Regions from separate parts of the Mus musculus genome. Here regions 1, 2 and 4 are each linked to region 3. Evidence: chromatin contacts called from public promoter capture Hi-C data. All regions are on one chromosome and are shown on one strand. Each heading gives the region's core, a stretch centred on a gene start, on an enhancer-like site or on the middle of the called end of the contact. The rest is flanking DNA. Distances are from core to core; before and after follow the strand shown.

Region 1 (4,755 bases), core at 1,021-3,520, 660 kb after region 3:
TAGCAAATCTATTTTTATATGCATATAGTATATAGTGAGCATAGTTCTTTGGGACGCAAAGCTGTTGCTGACTACTGCATACTGAGTTGAGCTTTAAAATGTCTTTGATGCAATGGGCTGTGAGAATGAGCAGAAGTGAGAGGCTATTTCAAAGACTCCAAGCAACTCAGTATCCTAAGACATGACAGACAAGGCCTTCCTAAGCAGACCCTTCTATAGCAGCCTCTGATGCTGGATTTTAATTAGACTTGGGTTCTAATTAGCTAATGGAATTAAAAAAAAAAAAGACAACTCACCAGATTCCTAAGTGTTAAGCTAAAGAGTACTATTTACAAACAGCAGGATAAGATTTAAGTGCCTGGGGGAGGGACATGATGTTTAAAACTTACATAGTAGGTCTGTTTTGTTTGTGAAGGAGTAAGTAGGGAACCAGGAATGGGAATTCTGGGAATAAGAATGACTTTCTAAAGACTTAAGACAAGAATCTTAGAATATTCTTCTCCCCCAAACCATAGTCATACACTGAAAACTTTTGGGTTTGAGCTACAAACTACACCAGGTACCACCCCAGATAGAGGGTGTCTTGGGTGACTGCATGTAGAGCTTGCTCCTAGAAGGAAAGCAGAGGCTGTAAGAAGCCAAGGGATGCCTGCCTATATGGAAGGGGGATGCTGCTGTGGTTGAATGGGGGTCAGTCATATTGTGGATGGACACCAGAATGGTTCGAAATGGAAGCTCACCCTAGCCTCTAACATAGGAGACAGGATCAGCTGTACAGTGAAGGCCTCTGTGTGACCGTTCTGCCTGCCCCTGCCTCGGGAGGAAACATTCTACACCTGGATGCCTAGCTTCACTACAAAACACAGCTTGGAATGATGGGAACAATTAAGCTGATGGTTACTTTTGCACTTGAATGGTACTGCACTGTCAACCCCCAAGGCTCATTTTAAGTGACCTTTAAAATCAGATGTATTTATTATGCTCGTGCAATTACAGAAATGAAGTGGGAGACAGGCTGAGCCCCACCTATGAATGTACAGTATGTGGATTGTGAAAGTGACTGTAGGGAATCAGAGCGTTGTATCTTGTGTTTACAATTCTGGTTGATTTCTTTGAAAAGCTGCTGGTTTGGGAAATGCACAGTGGGTGTATTGAAATAAAAGGTAAATACCATTTTTAAATATTTCGTAAATGAAAAACACGTGACCAAACAAGAGAACATCCTCTGCTCTGTAATGAATGACACCAAATTCAATATGCCTTCGTTACAAAATGTTTACTGTGAGCGTCGATCCAACAGTGCAGTAATTTCTAGCCTTTTGAGCTGACACCTTCACGAGTTTGTGGACTTTGTGACTTTTTCTTCCTGTTCTTACAGTGCCATATGTCACTTGAAAAATATTAAAGTGAATTCCAATTAAACTTGATTTGAGAATTTTATAACCTCTCTTGAGATCCTTAGAAATACTCAGGGATGTCAAAGCTGAGGCTAGGAATCACTACCATAGTGATTTGTCCTGCTCCTCTCTGCCTGCAGGAAGTTATGCTACCCTAGAGTTCTGTGTGAACCCAACTTGGCTCGATGCTATTAACTAGACTATTCTTTTTTTTTAATTAGGTATTTTCCTTGTTTACATTTTCAATGCTATCCCAAAGGTCCCCCATACCCACCCCCCCAACCCCTTACCCACCCACTCCCCCTTTTTGGCCCTGGCGTTCCCCTGTACTGGGGCATATAAAGTTTGCAAGTCCAATGGGCCTCTCTTTGCAGTGATGGCTGACTAGGCCATCTTTTGATACATATGCAGCTAAAGACAAGAGCTCCAGGGTACTGGTTAGTTCATATTGTTGTTCCACCTATAGGGTTGCAGTTCCCTTTAGCTCCTTGGGTACTTTCTCTAGCTCCTCCATTGGGAGCCCTGTGATCCATCCATTAGCTGACTGTGATCATCCACTTCTGTATTTGCTAGGCCCCGGCATAGTCTCACAAGAGAGAGCTATATCTGGGTCCTTTTAGCAAAATTTTGCTAGTGTGTGCAATGGTGTCAGCGTTTGGAAGCTGATTATGGGATGGATCCCTGCATATGGCAATCACTAGATGGTCCATCTTTTTTGTCACAGCTCCAAATTTTGTCTCTGTAACTAGACTATTCTTAAAGCAGAGTAATAGTACATGCCAAAGGCCAGCACAGCTCAAGAGCCAGAGTCATAGGACAGTGCTACTTTATCGTCCTAGTGAGCTTGCAGTGGCAGGAAGTTGCAGTGGCAGGAAGTTGCAGTGGCAGGAAGTTGCAGTGGCAGGAAGTTGCAGTGGCAGAAAGCAGGCAGGTGGCTAGCACTCCCGGGGATTTGCAGCTTGCTCATGGGACTCCTAAGCAATATGCCTCTCGGCATATCAGTTAAGTAGAGCAGCTGCAAAAGGGGAAGTTCATCCATGGTTAGGTCATTTGTTTTTCAAAAGCCCTACCTGGTATACATAACCTTCCCCATTGAAAATATGAGGATTCTTAAGCGAATAGGGCCTAAGTTATGGGATCATGGTCAGAGCCAGGACACAGACTCAACTCTTGCTAACACCAGAGCCCTGCCTACCACCTTCCCATCCTAGTGGGAGGGAAAGCGTCCACGGTGGTACAAGACATAAATAGCCAAGCCATGAGTTCTGTGTGCCTGAAACCTATGTGTGTTTGTTTCTATTCTTGATTTCTAGACATTCTCTAAAACCTTAAATCAGCATCCCAAGCAATAGCCTTACCAATAAAACGTCCTGACAAGATTGTAGGCTACTTTTGTTGTCCCAGTATGAGTGCTATGGGCTGCTTGTGACTCTTACAGTGGATATGTACCTACTGTGTCTCTGAGGATTTCTATCTTTTTTTGTTTGGTTGGTTGGCTTTATTGTTTGTAGAACATGATTTTAGTATTTTCAACTGTTAATATTCAACAAACAGAATCATTTTAAGATATATTTTGTTGTATTTCATTTCTGATTTTATTAATTTAGATACTGTCTTTGTGCCCTCTGGTTAGTCTGGCTAAGGGTTTATCTACCTTGTTGATTTTTCTCAAAAAAACAGCTTCTGATTTTGATTCTCTGTAGAGTTGGTTTTGTTTCTACTTGGTTGATTTCAGCCCTGAGTTTGATTATTTCCTGCCATCTACTCCTCTAGGGTGTATTTGCTTCTTTTTGTTCTAGAGCTTTCAGGTGTGCTGTCAAGCTCCTGTAAGCTCTCTCCAATTTCTTTTGGGAGAACTTAGAGCTATGAGTTTTCCTCTTACAACTGCTTTCCTTGTGTCCCATAAATTTTGGTATGATGTGTCTTCATTTTCATTAAATTCTAAAAAGCGTTTCATTTTTTTTCTTTTTTTCTTCCTTGACTGAGTTATCATTGTGTAGAGCATTGTTCAGCTTCCACGTGTATGTGTGCTTTCTGTTGTTTTTATTGATATTTAAGACCAGCCTTAGTCTGTGGTGATCTGATAGTGTGCATGGAATAATTTCAATCTTCTTGTATCTGTTGAGGCCTGTTTTGTGACTGATTATATGGTCAGTTTTGGAGAAGGTACCATGAGGTGCTGAGAAGAAGGTATATTCTTTTGCTTTAGGATGAAATGTTCTATAGATATTGTTAGATCCGTTTGGTTAATAAGTTCTGTTAGTGTCTCTGTTTAGTTTCTGTTTCCCTGATCTGTCTATTCCTGAAAGTGGGGTGTTGAAGTCTCCCACTATTATTGTATGGGGTACAATGTGTGCTTTGAGCTTTAGTAAAGTTTCTTTTATGAATGTGGGTGCCCTTGCATTTGGACCATAGATATTCAGAATTGAGAGTTCTTCTTGGTTGATTTTTCATTTGACCAGTATAAAGTGTCCTTCCTTATCTTTTTTGATAACTTTTGGTTGAAAGTTGATTTTATTGGATATTAGAATGGCTACTCCAGCTTGTTTCTTGGGACCACTTGCTTAGAAAAATGTTTTCCAACCTTTTACTCTGAGGTAGTCTCTGTCTTTGTCACTGAGGTACATTTCCTGTATGCAGCAAAATGCTGGGTCCTGTTTACGTAGCCAGTCTGTTAATCAATGTCTTTCTATTGGGGAACTGAGTCCACTGATGTTAAGAGATGTTAAGGAAAAGTGATTGTTACTTCCTGTTATTTTTGTGGGTTTCTATCTTTAAACCACTTCCTGTGATGCAAACTGTCATGCAAGACATCACTTATGGGAAGTCTGGGGGCCTTTACTTCCTTAAGTTCTGCAAGAGCACTTGGATCCAAGTTAGGTGACTCTGTGAAGGTGAGAGTATGATTATGAGAGATGATTACTGGAGAGGGAAAGGGTGATTTCCCATCCAGACATCCTTCAGTGCATTGAGACAAGACACTTAAAACTCTAAACCACTCACGTAGTTTACACAAAAGCTTTAATAACTCCCTGACACAGAACTTCTAAGCCAACGGACATCTGGGAAAGTGATGCTTGTATGAGAACAGGAATTGGGAGGTGAAAGAAAAGTTCTTTTTCAAATCAGAAATCATATAGCTTAGGCAGGGCCAGCTGTGGCTTATAAAAGGGAGCAACTTGCTGCTGTCTGGGAAAATGTGAGCCAGCCCAGGTGAACATCTCATCTGGTTCCCATCTGCCCTGGGCCGCTAACACACTCGCCCTATTGTAGCTCAAGATTAGACCCAGATTTCACAGGGCAGCTTGGAGACTTCATAGTGCTTGGGTCAAGAATGTGGGCCTGGGGCCAGAAGTCT
Region 2 (4,820 bases), core at 1,027-3,526, 590 kb before region 3:
CAGGACTCTTTCCATTTACTAGCTGGCCTATTCTGGAACCAGCATTTCTTGCTTTTGTTATTAGTAAGTTTTGCTTAGTGAGTCATGTACAACATCAGTGACACTTGCTCTTTATAAACATGACAGGCATTTGCTAGCAAGTCACTGAGGTTATCTTCCAAATCTAAATTCAGATCACCAATGCTTGGTGGAAATTTTCTGAGCTGAAGGTGTTGTTTGGGAGTGGTGGAGTTAGTGGCATTTTTGAAACTGGCAGAATTAGGCGAAATCCAGAACTCCAGGAGCTTTGGCCACCACATGGAGCTTCAACATCAACTGATCAAGCGTCAGATTGTTGCCCACAGTTGCACTGTGGTTGAATACTAAGAACTGAGCGGTTCATATTTTGCTGCCAAACAACCAAAGAAGCGTTCCCTTTAACTTAGTTTCAAACTTCCAAAGCCTTACACAGTAGCCAGAGATGACACATTTAAACTCTAAGGGGATTAGTTTTAGCAAAATTCTGCTAATGGAGCCCTTCAGTCAGCCATGGAGTCCTGATTTCTGACTGGGAAGTGGACATCACAGAAGCGTGAGGCTGGGAAAGGTGAGAGGATGGGAAAGGCAATCTTGGAGTACAAAGGAAATGGCTAAAAGGGGTGTTTCTTCCCATGATGAAAAACCAAAACTTTATGTTGGTCAGAAATCATTTAAAGGTGCTGCTCTCCATGTAACGTTTGCCTGCTCAGTTCACTTCAGTGGACTCCACATTTCAGAATCCCAGTGAGATTGTCCATGCAGAGCCATGAGATTGGGTCATGAAATGTGTCTGTGTTCTAGCCTACTGTTCTGGGCGAGAAATCGATCCATTTACCTAACTAGAACCACTAACCCCCAGAGGGGAAATGAGGAGCCCTCTTTTGTCTTAAAGCAGGGCCTTGCCAGAGTCACACACACACACACACACACACACACACACACACACACACCACACCACTAAGGCCCACTCGGTCAGTCGGAACCCACTTGCATAGTGTCTCTTTGCTTCCTCTGCCAGTTTGTTCTAGCATGTTCTTCGCCCTTGTGACTTTTGTTATTCTCCCTCTAATGGACCATCTTCCTGCTTTTGAGTGCTCTGGTCTGTGTGTCCTCAGAGTTTCACACAGGCAAAACTTAGCACATAGTTAATGACAGGTAATGAGACCCCCTCAGTTAATAGAAAGTGGGCAGCCAGCCCACAAGCTTCAAAGGCTGAAAGTAGAAAATAGTTTTACTACTATATTTGTCTGTTCTAACATAGCTAGATTGGGAGAATCCCCCATACAGCCTTTTAATTACATATATCATATATTTCATAATGGCCTTTACCTCTTCAAAGCAATTTCTTAATCTTTATTCTACTGGTTTTGAGTCTTACTGTGTTATGAAAAAATTAGAAGGCTTATTATTAGTCCTTCTCACAGTTGACCAAATTGAGGCAAACGAGATTAAGTGTTTTTGTCGTTGCAGCTATAACAACATAATTTTATGTAAACTGGAATACAAATATCCGTTTAAGCTTTAGCTGTATCTATAACTCTATATACATACATACACATTATACATTGTATATGTGTGTATATATACATATATACACACAACACTGTATGTGCTATATGTTTACATATATGCTTGTTCAAAATACTTTATTTATGAAAATGTAGTGTTTTCTTTAGACCCTGACAGTCATATGAGTGTTTTTTTCATAGACTTGAAAAGGCTGTGAATCTAATGGTTGTTTACTACTTACTAATGAGGAGAAAATACTTCTTACACTTAATTTACTTTGATAGATGTTTTTTCCAAGACCAGTCAAACCTGGCACTGTGTTATGTGTCTCACTGAGTGGAGAGGAGGAAGATAAAAGGATATAATTAATTATAAGACCCAGGTAAGATTCCCACGCTTAAGGAGCTGTCCATCCACAGGGAATTACATCAAGCCCAAGGCTGGCATGGGCTCCTGACCCTAACTGCCTCGTCCTGCTCTCCTGGAGTTCTGCTGCCTCTCCTTAGTAGATGGGAGGACTGTGCTTGGTGCACTAGATTAGGAATCACTGTGCCCTGACTGCTTGGCACACCCACTTAGAACAAGGGCCAGTGAATGGTCTCTTCAACACAATCATCATGCAAGTTTGTTCCCTGAGAGCCTTGTTAGAGAGTACAACTTGAAAACTCTTTGCCATAGCCACACAGACTGGTGTGGTCTCTGGCATTGAAGCTTGCATGTTCGTGTGCAAACATGAGGAGCGCAGAGCCAGTGCAGGAAGTGAGAGCTTGCCAGTGGCAGTGAAAACTTCAAAGCAGGGGTAACCACAGGATAAACTGTTAGCTAGCCCAAGTTTCTCGATGGCAACCCCCAGAGAATTTTGTTAGTCTTCCCTGTTTCCATGATATTGTTCCCCCATGTTCTTGTGTCCCCTGAGTCCTGCCTGCTTTGCAGTACTGAGGCTCTAGACCATATAACTGCTTCTAGCCATCAAAAACAATTCTCATTTAGACTAGAGGGTTGAAATACTTCAAGGTATTTGAGACTCCAGTTTAAGGAACTAAGATTGGAGATTGTTCATTAGAGATAATCACACTCCCTCCCTTTCTCTCTCCCTCCCCCTTTCCTTCATTTTCCCTCCCTCCTCCCTTCCCTCTCTTCCCTCCCTCCTTCCCATTCTTTCTCCTTCTATGTGCTTTGACAGGGAAAATATTTTAAAGGCAAAGCAAAATCTATTTATGACAAGGAGCTACTGAGAACACATGTTGCACACGAAGAAGGAGCTAACACATGCCAGTGACTTAAGCTAACAAAGGGTTACTTCTCTTTCGAGATTGGGTTGTTAGGGTTCTCTGTATCCCAAAACACTCACTAGCCAGGCTTGAGAGTACCCAGTTTCTGTTCTTTCTACACCAAAGGGAAGAAAACTACACAGGGATTCTCAATGGCTCATAAATTCTGTGAGCTGAATGTGACGACACTGAGGGACCCTGGAGAGATAGGTGGCTGTCACATGTATTCATCTTTTGAACTAATAGCTACATAATACTGGACACAGCATAGACAGTAAATGCTTATTACATTGACACAGTTTCCAGGTACTCTGATGTCTTTGGGGGTTACTCTGGACTGTCTTAGACTGGAAGAAATAGCAAAGCCCATGAAGAAAAGCCCAAAGAACCTCCACAGACTCAATCATTCCTAGTACCTCTGAGATGCTGAAGATAAGGGGACCTGGAAGCCCTTTCACTCTGTCCCCGAAGGATAGATTTCCAGGGTGGATCATTCCTAGCCTAGTCAGTTTCCTGGATAGCATCTTCCTGCTGACTCAAGAACATAGATCCCATAGAGGTGTTCCCTGTCTGCTGCCTAGCACATGAATTAGCCCATGAATTTGTTGAATAACCAGTATGTGGAAAGTCTGTGATATAAGCAGTCTTTGCAGACTTTGATAATGAGTTGAAACTGTAGTCTATGACAAGACGGTCTTTTTTTCCTTTTGTTGGTTGTGGTAGAGTGGTATTTTAATAAATGCAGCTGTGTGTGTGTGTCAGCAAGGTGGGGGGGGGCAACACCAAAACAAAACAGTGGGGGTATGATCTCTGAGCTATTCTAACCATATTCCCCTTCCCTGAGTGTCTGCCCCACCAGGGATCTTGAATTGAGTATCTCTGTCTTCTGTAGTCTCCATGGACATGACTGACAGTGAGAGCAACACGCTTTGGTAGTGTGTGTGCTTCTGAAGTTCAGACAGAGAGCAAACATTTTCCATATAGCTTGGACCATATCGCTATGCTTCTAGACTAGCTGACCCTCTGAACCAGTGACCTGGTCAAAAGCTGGAGGTAGAACAAGCTTTTGGGGTTCAGTGTCATGTGGTATGTTTAGTCCTACCATCACATACTTATGATTGTGTGCTTTGCTGAAACCAATGCTGCAGCTAATGTCTCATGTGGAAGGAATACCTCAACACGTCTGTTCTTTAGAAAGCTAGAAACCAATAGTGGAAAGGGCCTCGCCTCCTACAGTTTCTGTATGTTCAAGTCTCTTTGCTCTTCTGGATGCTTCTATTTGTGGGTCTGGAGTTATGCTGAAGTCTGTGTACATGTTTTTCATACTATGAGAGGACTGATATATTTCATGCACTAATCACCATGCCGTGGTGTTCATAGATAGGCAGGCTAACAGTCATTCTCTGTTCTTCCCTCCAGAGTGCCTACCGCATGTTTACAAACAACACGTGTTTGAAGCACATGATCACCAAAGTCCGGCGGGACACCCACCACTTTGAGCGCTATCAGCATAACAGGGACCTCGTGGGATTCCTCAACATGTTTGCTAACAAACAGCTGGAACTACCAAGGGGCTGGGAGATGAAACATGATCATCAGGGCAAGGTAACCTGAGCAAGCCACCCTCGTGAGCTGCATCTGGAGTGACTGTGGCTGTGCTTTTCCAGTGAGGGCAAACTTTCCATCTCCTTGTTCAGCACAAACCTGCACAGGCAGCCTGTTACTATAATCCACAGATAGATAGATAGATAGATAGATAGATAGATAGATAGATAGATAGACAGACAGACAGACAGATAGATGAGTCTTGTAGGGCAGTAAGAGAAGCAGGTTTGGCAGAAGTCATGTTTCCCTGGACAGTCTTCTATGTGCCCTCTCTCAGCATTTTCCACTGACTAGAGAAAAGAATTCTCAGGCAACACTTCTTCTCCTGAGTAGTGCAACTTGTGGTGTAGACACCCGTGGATAAAACGTGGTAGTTTTGTTCGAAGAGGGTGCTAGGAATCACTGAGCCATTGTGCA
Region 3 (4,905 bases), core at 1,364-3,863:
ATAGGAAGTGGCAAGGAAAAAGTGGTGGTCTGAAAGAAGGGACATGCTAGCAACCAGTGCCTTACTACTACACTTCCTACCCTGCAATGATCTCTTCACTGTGTTGACAGGCACAGAACTGCTATTAGTAATGGCTACACTGTATTGAACCACTTATACTTGTCAAAAACTACAGCAAGTGTGCTAAAATAATTCACATTTATTTACATTTACTACATTGGCATTATGATTATCTGGATTTTACAGACAAGAAAGTTGAAAAAAATGCATGCTCTCAGTGTGACAGATTATGTAACTACACATCAGCCTGAGGCAAGCAAGTAGAGACGACAGGTGAAACTCCCACCTGATTTTAGAGTAATCTAAAAAACACAAACTAGAGATTATGTTTAAAATGTGGATTTCCACTTTCTTTTGAAAATTATGATACTCTAATCATTTTAAATTTTAAATTTTAAATACTCTAATCATTTTACATTCTTGAGTGACAATTGGTTAAAGCTAAGTATATTTTACACTTTATATCCAGTCCAATTGTTTAAGTCACTGGTCCTCTGGTCATCTGCAAACAGCTGGGTTTAAAAACCCAAGCTTAATACAACAATGTCTTAAGTACTATGTGAATTCTATGTGTACATGTGAATAGTTTTGTTTTTTTAAACTATCAGATGATGCTTTCCTGGGACTGCTGTTGAAACCACAAAGCATATATACAGGGGGAAAAGGCATCATTGAGAAAAACATCATAAAATTTATTAGTTCTGGGAATGGTTGTTGCTTCCTTCTGTTATAAGGATTGGCAAATGTTGAGACCCTACTGTGAACTGGGGAAGCCTTAAAAGCCAAGACAAGGTATGAGATATTTCTACAGCAGGTTTTGGTTTGTCTGTTGTTTTCTTTTTTGAGACAAGTCTCACTGAGTGGCACTGGCTGGCCTGGAACATCTGCCTACCTCTGCAGTGCTGGTATTAAAGGTGTGTACCATAAGGCATAGCTATTTATCGTGGTACTTAGTGGTCTTATACAATAGAAAAGAATTTAACTATTAAATTTTGACTTTTATACATGATAAATGGAAAAGAGTGGTGACATTTTTCTTTAAAAAGGCAGAAAATGACCCAAACCTTTGCTACTTACTTCAGATGAACCTGAGTTTGGGAGTGCAGTGCTTCCCCCAGCACATTCCCAGTTTCATCCACCACAGCCGCTCCTGTGTCATCACAGCTGGTTTCAATTCCCAGGACCAGTTTATGACAAGAGAGAGTTCTGGGATGAACACTAAATCTTCTTAAAAATCCATAAACTTTACTCTTTGGGGGCTTGGGAATAGCTCCTGCTGTCCTTCTTAACATTAGCATATTTGTTACTCTACAAATACTTCCTAGAAAAGAGTTACAGAAATATTATGTCATTTGCAATGAATTCATTTATTTAAACAAAATAATGAATGTTATCTTATTTTTTAAGTATGCAGACTTCAAAATTTTAAGAACATTTGTAAAAACATTATCAAAATCTTTTAGAGGTCCTAGAAATCACTAGATAGGAATAAATCAAATTTTGCAAGAGAAAAATGAGAAGCATATAAAATGATTATAATGTATCAAGTTGAGCACCCCCAAAGTGAAAGAAGCTCTAAAGCACGCTACCACCTGAGTTGTTAGTGGAAACACAAAAAGTACTAAAAATATTATTGTATAAAATTGCCTTAGCTGTGTTTACAGGATGCAAATGAAACACGAATTTCACATCTATACCTGGGTTTCATCCTCAAATTGGTCACGAATATGGCACATCGCAAAATTAAAAAAAATTTTTTTTTGAAATTTGGAACACTTCTGGTCCAGGCATTTTGGGTAAACCATGCTCAACACGCACTTTATACAACAGTTAATGTTATAGTATAATAGTTATGTGGACAGTACTACTTAAAGTGATGTTAAAAATTAAAGGCAAATAGAACAAATCAAAAATAAAGGCCTCCCATTTATTGACTCCCCTCTCCCCCAGAAAATAGTGTACTGCATTTGGACAGTTTATTAAAATATTATGCTCACTAATCAGGATTTAATTTTGTATTTTGGAAGCAAGCCCTCTCATAAAGTTCATTGTAAAAAACAAGCAAAAACCCCCGGCATCTCTGCAAAGACAACCGTAAACACTTATCCAATCTTCGGATTCACATCTCCACTTTTTGTAATAGGTTCACCACCCAAACCTCTTCCTAAACCCTTCTCCCCACATCAACTCCTCCCCAAAAGGTAGCAATCCATCCATCACTAAACATAAACACTCTAGTATTCCCACACTGCAAGACGTGTGGAATGAGCAAAACTGGGGTTAGAAATACAGTGAACGCGTCAACTGGGAAAGCAGACCTGCAGTGACTGGGCTGAGAGTAAACTACGCGCAGATTTCAGTCGTGAGCTCCCACAGCCTCTCCAGAAGAATTAGTTTTGGACAACACAGCTGGAATCTGTTGCTGGAAAGCAACGGAGTCTCTGTTGGTGGTGAGCAAAAGCTTGGGACAGGAAAGACGTGCGCGGGAGCAGTCTCCATTCCCCTTAGGAAACTGCGGGCGCCCGCACTACGCAGGCGCCCGGAAGTGACGTCACCGCCCTTGGGCCGGCGGTCCTTCTCTTGTCTTAGTAAAGAAATGCTTAATAACTTCTTATAGCCCCAGGCGTTCCTGCCAGGTTTGTGAATACCAGGTCTTTTACTAAGTCACGCTGATAGCGACTCATGAAAAGGTGTCCAGATTCAGTAGATCTCACTGTGCCCACACTATGCCGCATTTAAGGAAAGGGTTCTGCCCTCCGTTAGAACTTTGCTGCCACCAAGAGAAAAAGGGTAGGATTTACTGTCATTCTATTTTAGGAAAGCTGTCACCAGACTTAAAAGGTAGTGGCCTGAGAAACCTTCCATTTTCATGGGGAAAGTATTTTCATCAGAAGTCAGAACACCCGCAAAAACAGCACTTGATTCTCAGTGAAGTGTATTTGGTTGTACAGTTTAAACAACTGCTGCATTTATCATCCCAAGTGAAGCACCCATGGCATTCTATAGCCCCGGATTACTAGGTCAGCTTTCAACTTTCTGTATAGCATGTACTAATTATTGCATCTTGCTTTGTTTTTGTTGGTCTGGTTTGTGAACCTGTTAGTACAATCAAATGGATGTATTCCAAATCTTTCCTCTCTACCTAAACTTTAAAACTGTAGCAAGCAAAGGCTTTACAATGCAAGGCTGGGAAGGGCTTGGATCTTTGCTTTGATGAGTTAAAAAACCACCACCACCACCACCAGGTAACTCTTCTCACAGACTTACACTAAACTCTAGGAGAAGGTACTAGTAAATTCATAATTACAATATTGAACTTACTTTTAAAAAAATTGAGACTTTTTTCAACCTGTGACAATAAAGTAACAATTTTGTGCCAGCAGGGTCAGGAACACATCCAGGAGATACTGTGCTTGGTGGCCTCATTTACAGATAATTGGGCTGCTAATTTTGAATGAATTTAGTCACAGAGTTAAGTGCCTCTGACTAACACAGAATGGGCCAGGGCAACCTTGAGTCTGGAACCTGTTTGGTTAAATACCAGAAGTCAAACTCATTTGTAACCTTCAGGTGAATTTAATAGGAAGAATTTTACAATACTTATACCTTACGTGTTCCACTTAGATGCATGTACATGTGTATGAAATATAAAAATCTATGATTCAGGTTCTTGCAATGTTGTCCAGAACTCGCGGACTTCTTTTTGTAAGCCTCCACAGTAACTGGGACTACAAATACCCACTCCTGTAGGCCTACCTGGACTTTATCACACATTCATCCAGACTGTTCCTTTATGGCAGGTACTTTCTTAGTTGTGAGAGCTAAAAACTTAAGGTTAACCCTCGATCTTCAATGCAGATAATTGAAAGGTAGAGAACTGGAAATGCACACAAAGTGGAGTAACCTGGAGAAGGCTGAGTGGTTTGAATGGCTGTATCTGTAGCCTGGCAAGATCATGACCTAATTCCTTGGTTTCTGCATCTGATTCCTCTCCAGGCTTTGGCTTGGAAGTGACTGGACTCTAGATTACTGAGTCACACATCACAAATTGCTAGAAAACCATTTAAAAGTCATCAGAACTTGTTAGTTTATTAACTTGTGAAAAAATGTAATAATGTTGGAGCTAGGATAGTGAGTCTGCTGGTCTCTCATCTTTGTTTTCAATAAACCACAATGAAGATCAAATGAATATTATATGAAAGCAGTAGATATAAACTCAGTGCTCTTAATGGCTAATATTTCAAGCTTGAGGAATTGCTTCCCACTTGAGTCACACACCAGCCTCAAATCAGTCATGCATTCTATGGCCAGCTGCCTTTCTCCTTTCCAGTCTTCTTTACTAAGCAATTCCATCTTTGATGTGAGAAAAATCCTTGTACTATAGGAAATACTGTTCGTCTGGTTTCATTTTTGGAGGATTTTTCTCTTACGTTTGCTGAGGTATTATACTTACTTTACAACTTGTCCTTCAGGTTATCTTCTTATGGCAGATAACCATAGAGAGAACCAAGAGAGAATACATGGTCTGAAGAACCCTTGTTGTTTATACTCTTCACTACCATTGATCTCCAAAAGTCATCTTCCCCAAAGTAAAATTTAGTAGCTGGTAAACATTAATACTTCAATCTTGGCAACAACTATTCTCCTCTGTCTTTATGAATGTAAGTGGAAATCATAACCACATTTGTCCTATTGTGACTACTTCATAGGGTCTTTGAGGTTATCTGTTGTCTACCATATATCAAAATTCCCTTTTAAACATAGAATCACATATTATTGCATAAATGCGTTATTTTATCCATCCCTTTTGATATGGGCATGTCTTGACTTGTGGCTAATGTGAAG
Region 4 (4,534 bases), core at 1,666-4,165, 680 kb after region 3:
GGAGCACTGCTGTACACATTTTTAAAAAACCCTTGCATCTCCTGCTTTGTTAATAAGTCAAAAGTAAATGGCTCCTTTAACGCTTTTCTTGCTATTAGTTTCTTTAATGCCTCAGTATATTTAGCTTAAAAAGTTGAGTCAGACATATGGTAAGAATATTTAGTCATAACCCGAGGAGCAGGCAGTACTTAAACCTACTCATCAAGTCTTCTAAAAATGAAAACCACAAGCACTTCTCAAGCCTGAGCAACTACTTCCCATAAACAAACAAACAAACAAAAAACAAAAACAAAAACAAAACAAACAAGAAAACCTTCATCACCATTCCCCTCTGGGAACCTAGCCTTCCACAATTTGCAACCAGAAAATTGATCCTCTAATGTGACCAGAACCAGAATACAGTAAACGCTGCCACTGGCTTCATTAAACTGGTTCCTTCTTCCTTGTGGGAGTTCAAGGATAATGAATGGGTCCAGATGCAGTTGCTATCTTTCTTGGTATTTAGTTTAATTCACATTTTTCAAAGATGTAAACTACATAAGTAACATGTCTCTTGTACCAGTACCAGTTTGTTGTTTTTAACCTGAATATAAAACTTAATTTTTCTTTCTCCAGTGTCATGAGAATGGAACTGAAATTAGCACATCCTAACTAACACACATACAGGTCGGATTCTACCTTTAGACATTTTCTTTTGCCACAGAGGAACTTCAAATGACCTCTTGTTGGAGTGGAAGCATGGGACGTCATTCCAGAGCCTCATGTGAAGGGAAGCAGTGTTCGTGGATCTGACCTACTGGTTTCAAATTAAGAGTCATGCTTGACTTGCCGTTTCTCTTCTATGACAAGCGTCTGCCTTTTCTACAAATAGGGTATCAGAGGGCTGGCCTTGGAATGGATGTTCTTCGTGCCATGGCAGCGTGTAAGTACCCAAAGCAGATTCTCAGAGTTGGAAAGGGTCTTAGACGTCATCAGAGGCAACCCACCCCCACCCCCCCAGTCTTCCATTACACTCAATTTCACTTGCTGAGGCTTCAAGTTTTTGTGTTCAACCAAGGTCTGAAAATATTAAATGAAAAAAATCTTTCAAAGTAGAAATATGTAAGTTCAAATAATTTTTCCACAATATTTTATTGTAATGAATTGTAATAACTATCTCTTGCTCTGATTTATAATTATAAATCTCTTGCTGTGATATGTAATGTACACACACACACACACACACACACACACTGGGTGGGGGGGGGCATGTAAGGTTCGGTACTGCAGTGCTTTTTTAAAAAATACATTCCCTGTGGGTGAGAGAGATTATTGTCTAGCTGTCTCATCACAGGCCCCTCATAAGACCATAGCTTTTACAGTAGCAGCAGTTCTTAGACCTAGCCAACCAAGGGTTCCCAAGGTGTCACTCAACACTGCAGGACAGTGATCCCCTCCTATGTGAACGTAAGGAATATCTGGAATGGCAAGACAGAAGTTGCCATTTTCTTTTCAGCTGTGAACTGGAATTTTATCATCTCCTGGGTATCTTACACTTCTCAGAAAGAAAGTCCTGGTGAACATTTACATGCGTCTTTAACACAACTGAGGACTATTAAGCTAGGCGCAACAGTACAGCTCTGAAAACCCTTCACCTGGGAGGTAGAGGCAGGAATGTTGTACAGCCAAGGCCAGCCTGGTCTATGTAAAAATCTCCAGATCTGCTAGGGCTATATGGTGACCCATACAGCAGCAAAACTTGAAAAACTGAGTTCCTTGAAGCAAATAAAAGGAGCAGAAATAATACCTGTGTGCCCTGGAGAATACGACACCTACAGGTTAAATCAACAACTGCACTAGAGCCCAAGATTCTGAATCTATATAACTACTTCTACCCCTCTGCTGCCACGCCCAGGAGCCCTCCTCCTCAAACTGTTTTATATTTTCACAAGTACCTATTATATTTACTACCAATTCTTTGTTCTCTAGCATGTAAAATGGGCATATATGAATAATCAGTATAAGACAATGCAGTTAGAGCAAATCAGCCCTGCATAGCACAAAATAGTTAATTAACACATTCCTGTTCAATGAAAAGCTGACCACAGACCGTCCCCTAAGGTGTAACTCACTGCAAGATACCAGTATGGGCACAAGGTGTGACAGAAGCTAATAACTGCTTACTGAACATCCATTCTCTCTTTCAGTCTTAGACACCCTACTAACTTTGTCGGTGTCGGAATATTATCCAATTGAAAGTCTGTATCTTGACAGCCTCCCTTGAGTCTGTAAGTGACCATGTAATGAAGAATACAAACAAGCAATCTTTTGAAGGATGTAGTGAATGGTAGAAATAAATGTTAAACTCGTGGAGACTGCGTTTTGCTGCTACAGCTTTCTGAGCCAGAATCTTAAGCACCCCAAACAGTCTGAGTAGCTCACTGAGACTTCCTGTGCACCTGGTTCAATGCTGGAGCATCAGCAGTATTTTGCATATGACCAGCTACCCAGGTCACAGCAGCCAATCAGAAACAGAATTTCGGTTCCTTTCTGAAGCTTCTATCCTTCTCTAGCCTTGAGTTTCCTGAGATTTCTGAAGACAGATAAAATAAGGTTTCAGACATAAACTGCAGACAAAGGGCCAGCTGTGCGGTTGTCCAGCGGTGTGATCCTGAACAAACCAAAACACTGAAGTATCCGATGCCCGCAGACAGGGGCGGGGCCTGGCCGCGGCCGCGCGTGACCCTGCGGCGCCGAAAGGAGGCCCCCCCGCCCGGAGCCGGGGTTACCTGACATCGCTGCCTCCTCGTCGTGCACCGCGCTCGCTGGCAGTGTAGCCAGGGGCTGCAGCCAGAGCACCAGCCACCACAACCTAGGCAGCATCGCGGCCAGAGCGGCGGAAGTGGCGCAGCGGACCAAGAGCGGGAAAGCGGAGGGAGGGGATTGCAGGGGCGGAGCCGGCTGCGGCCCCGCCCTTCCGCGGTCCGCCGAGCGGCTCTCCCAGTGGCCTCCAGGGGGCGATCACCTGCCTTCCCGATTCTTGCTCCTGGGCCAGCTTGCAGAGTTGGCGGGCAGTTTAAAACACGCCGGAGCCCCGCGCAGGGTTCTCAGAGCACTGGTGCGGGCCACTCAGAAAGGCAGGCTCTTCACATGCACCCTCTCAGAAATAAGACCAGCAAGCCCCACTTAGACAAAAGCCTGACTTGTTTGTTTGTTTGTCCCTCCTTTCACCTCTTCCTTTTTTTTTTTTTAAGCAACAAGTTGAGAAATTTGGTGCTTAAATAATTTGTGTCTAAGCTCATGAACACAGTATCTTTCAAAAAAAAAAAAAAAACCCAAAAGGGTTATATAAGTTCACTATTAATAAAGTGTTACTTTAATAGAGATCTGGAGGCTGGAGAGATGGTCCAGTGCTTAGGAACACTTATCGCTCTTCCAGAGAACCCATGTTTCCCAGCGTGCACATGGCAGCAGCCCCAAACATATGTAACTACAGTTTCATGGAATCAACTGCCCTCTTCTGAATTCTGCAGACATATGGTACACAGACATACACACAAGCTAAACACCCATACACTTAAATTAAAAAATAAGCCTTCTTTTAAAAATGAGATTGTATTTTTAAAAATTCAAAGATATAGTGAGTGTTCTAAACATAACCAACCTGGCAGAGATGATAGCTCTCTAAAGTCAGCCTATTGAGACAGAAGACTCCAAGAAACTGGAATGCTGCACAGTAAACCACTCTGGGGAGCAGAGAAAGCCACCACCAACCACAAGAGAATAGTCTGTCCTAGAAAGAGACTCACAGTTTCTGAGCCCTATGGTTTATTGATGATCAGGATAATTCTGTGTTAAGAGCAAGCCTTCTTTGGTCTCTGGAAACCTTTCAGTGTGACTTACTATTTCATACTTGAAGTAGGGCAGAAGAGTGTGGTGGTAGTGGACTGTAATCCCACCATTTGAGAAACAGAGTTAATGATGGGTAAGGTGAGCCTAAGTGGCATAGGGGATCCAAGGCTAGTCTGGCTACATGAGACCTAATTTAACCTTCCTCTGATCCCCATCCCTGCCCCACCACACACACAAAGCTAGAGTAAGAAGTTGTGTTCTTTTCTCTAATTCCAGTCTTCCACTAACAGCACTAAGCTCGATATAATAGAAATCTTTTTTTTTTAATAACTCAGCTTCAATTTTTTTTAATGGTCTAAATAGGAAAGAATGTCTCTGAGTTATCTAAAGGAGGCTTTCACCAAATGCCCCGTATATGTGTATACCTAGTATGTGGCTGTAAAAGCTCAGAGTTTTTTTTTTTAAGGAAATTATTAGGGGCTGATTTTTAAAAATAAACCTTCATTATTGGAATCTGTCCTTTATCATTTTTTTTCCCTGGATCCCCTTGGTATGCCTCTTGCAAAGCAACTTTTTGCTCCAATTCTGTTCAAACTGGTTTGGTTAATTTGGGATAATGCTAAGGAAAGCAACTGAAAGAAACATATCACCAAATGACTAATGTACTTTCTTAAAGCTGTCTTCAATAGATAGAGAACAAGCA

Evidence for each region. Promoter capture Hi-C pulls out the DNA fragments that hold promoters and counts their contacts.
Region 1: a promoter capture Hi-C map of pre-B cells shows a contact between it and region 3, with 4 times the contacts expected there. The contact joins the enhancer-like site here to the promoter of Osgepl1 in region 3. A contact is called at or near these places in 5 of 39 promoter capture datasets (the C10 cell line, the HPC-7 cell line, hippocampal neurons and 1 more), 1 of 115 datasets of contacts at active chromatin or transcription factors (astrocytes) and 2 of 9 other capture datasets (adipose tissue and liver).
Region 2: a promoter capture Hi-C map of pre-B cells shows a contact between it and region 3, with 2.6 times the contacts expected there. The contact joins the enhancer-like site here to the promoter of Osgepl1 in region 3. A contact is called at or near these places in 14 of 39 promoter capture datasets (the 3T3-L1 cell line, 3T3-L1-derived adipocytes, the C10 cell line and 8 more), 2 of 484 Hi-C or Micro-C datasets (B cells and cerebral cortex), 4 of 115 datasets of contacts at active chromatin or transcription factors (astrocytes, embryonic stem cells, large pre-B cells and 1 more) and 1 of 9 other capture datasets (liver).
Region 4: a promoter capture Hi-C map of pre-B cells shows a contact between it and region 3. The contact joins the promoter of Nemp2 here to the promoter of Osgepl1 in region 3. A contact is called at or near these places in 5 of 39 promoter capture datasets (the C10 cell line, the HPC-7 cell line, the SN4741 cell line and 2 more), 1 of 115 datasets of contacts at active chromatin or transcription factors (astrocytes) and 2 of 9 other capture datasets (adipose tissue and liver).

What each region holds. Positions count from the first base shown.
Region 1 is chr1:52,652,971-52,657,725 of GRCm38.p6, reverse strand. It overlaps a transcript of Mfsd6 not described here. Among named protein-coding and RNA genes, the nearest start is that of Nemp2, 25 kb to the right of the region's middle. Within about 2 kb of position 2,270, at least 81 of the 459 cell types and tissues checked have an H3K27ac peak or open chromatin away from gene starts, as enhancers often do. A contact at or near this core is called in the HPC-7 cell line and pre-B cells, where this site is marked.
Region 2 is chr1:53,903,832-53,908,651 of GRCm38.p6, reverse strand. Hecw2 (HECT, C2 and WW domain containing E3 ubiquitin protein ligase 2) reads left to right here. Exons shown (of 29, transcript NM_001001883.3): 14 at 4,218-4,403. Among named protein-coding and RNA genes, the nearest start is that of Mir7681, 57 kb to the right of the region's middle. Within about 2 kb of position 2,276, at least 39 of the 459 cell types and tissues checked have an H3K27ac peak or open chromatin away from gene starts, as enhancers often do. A contact at or near this core is called in pre-B cells, where this site is marked.
Region 3 is chr1:53,311,332-53,316,236 of GRCm38.p6, reverse strand. Osgepl1 (O-sialoglycoprotein endopeptidase-like 1) reads right to left here and starts at 2,613. Exons shown (of 8, transcript NM_001285839.1): 1 at 2,379-2,613; 2 at 1,138-1,381. The coding sequence starts at 1,358.
Region 4 is chr1:52,629,086-52,633,619 of GRCm38.p6, reverse strand. Nemp2 (nuclear envelope integral membrane protein 2) reads right to left here and starts at 2,915. Exons shown (of 9, transcript NM_001142647.1): 1 at 2,769-2,915. The coding sequence starts at 2,862.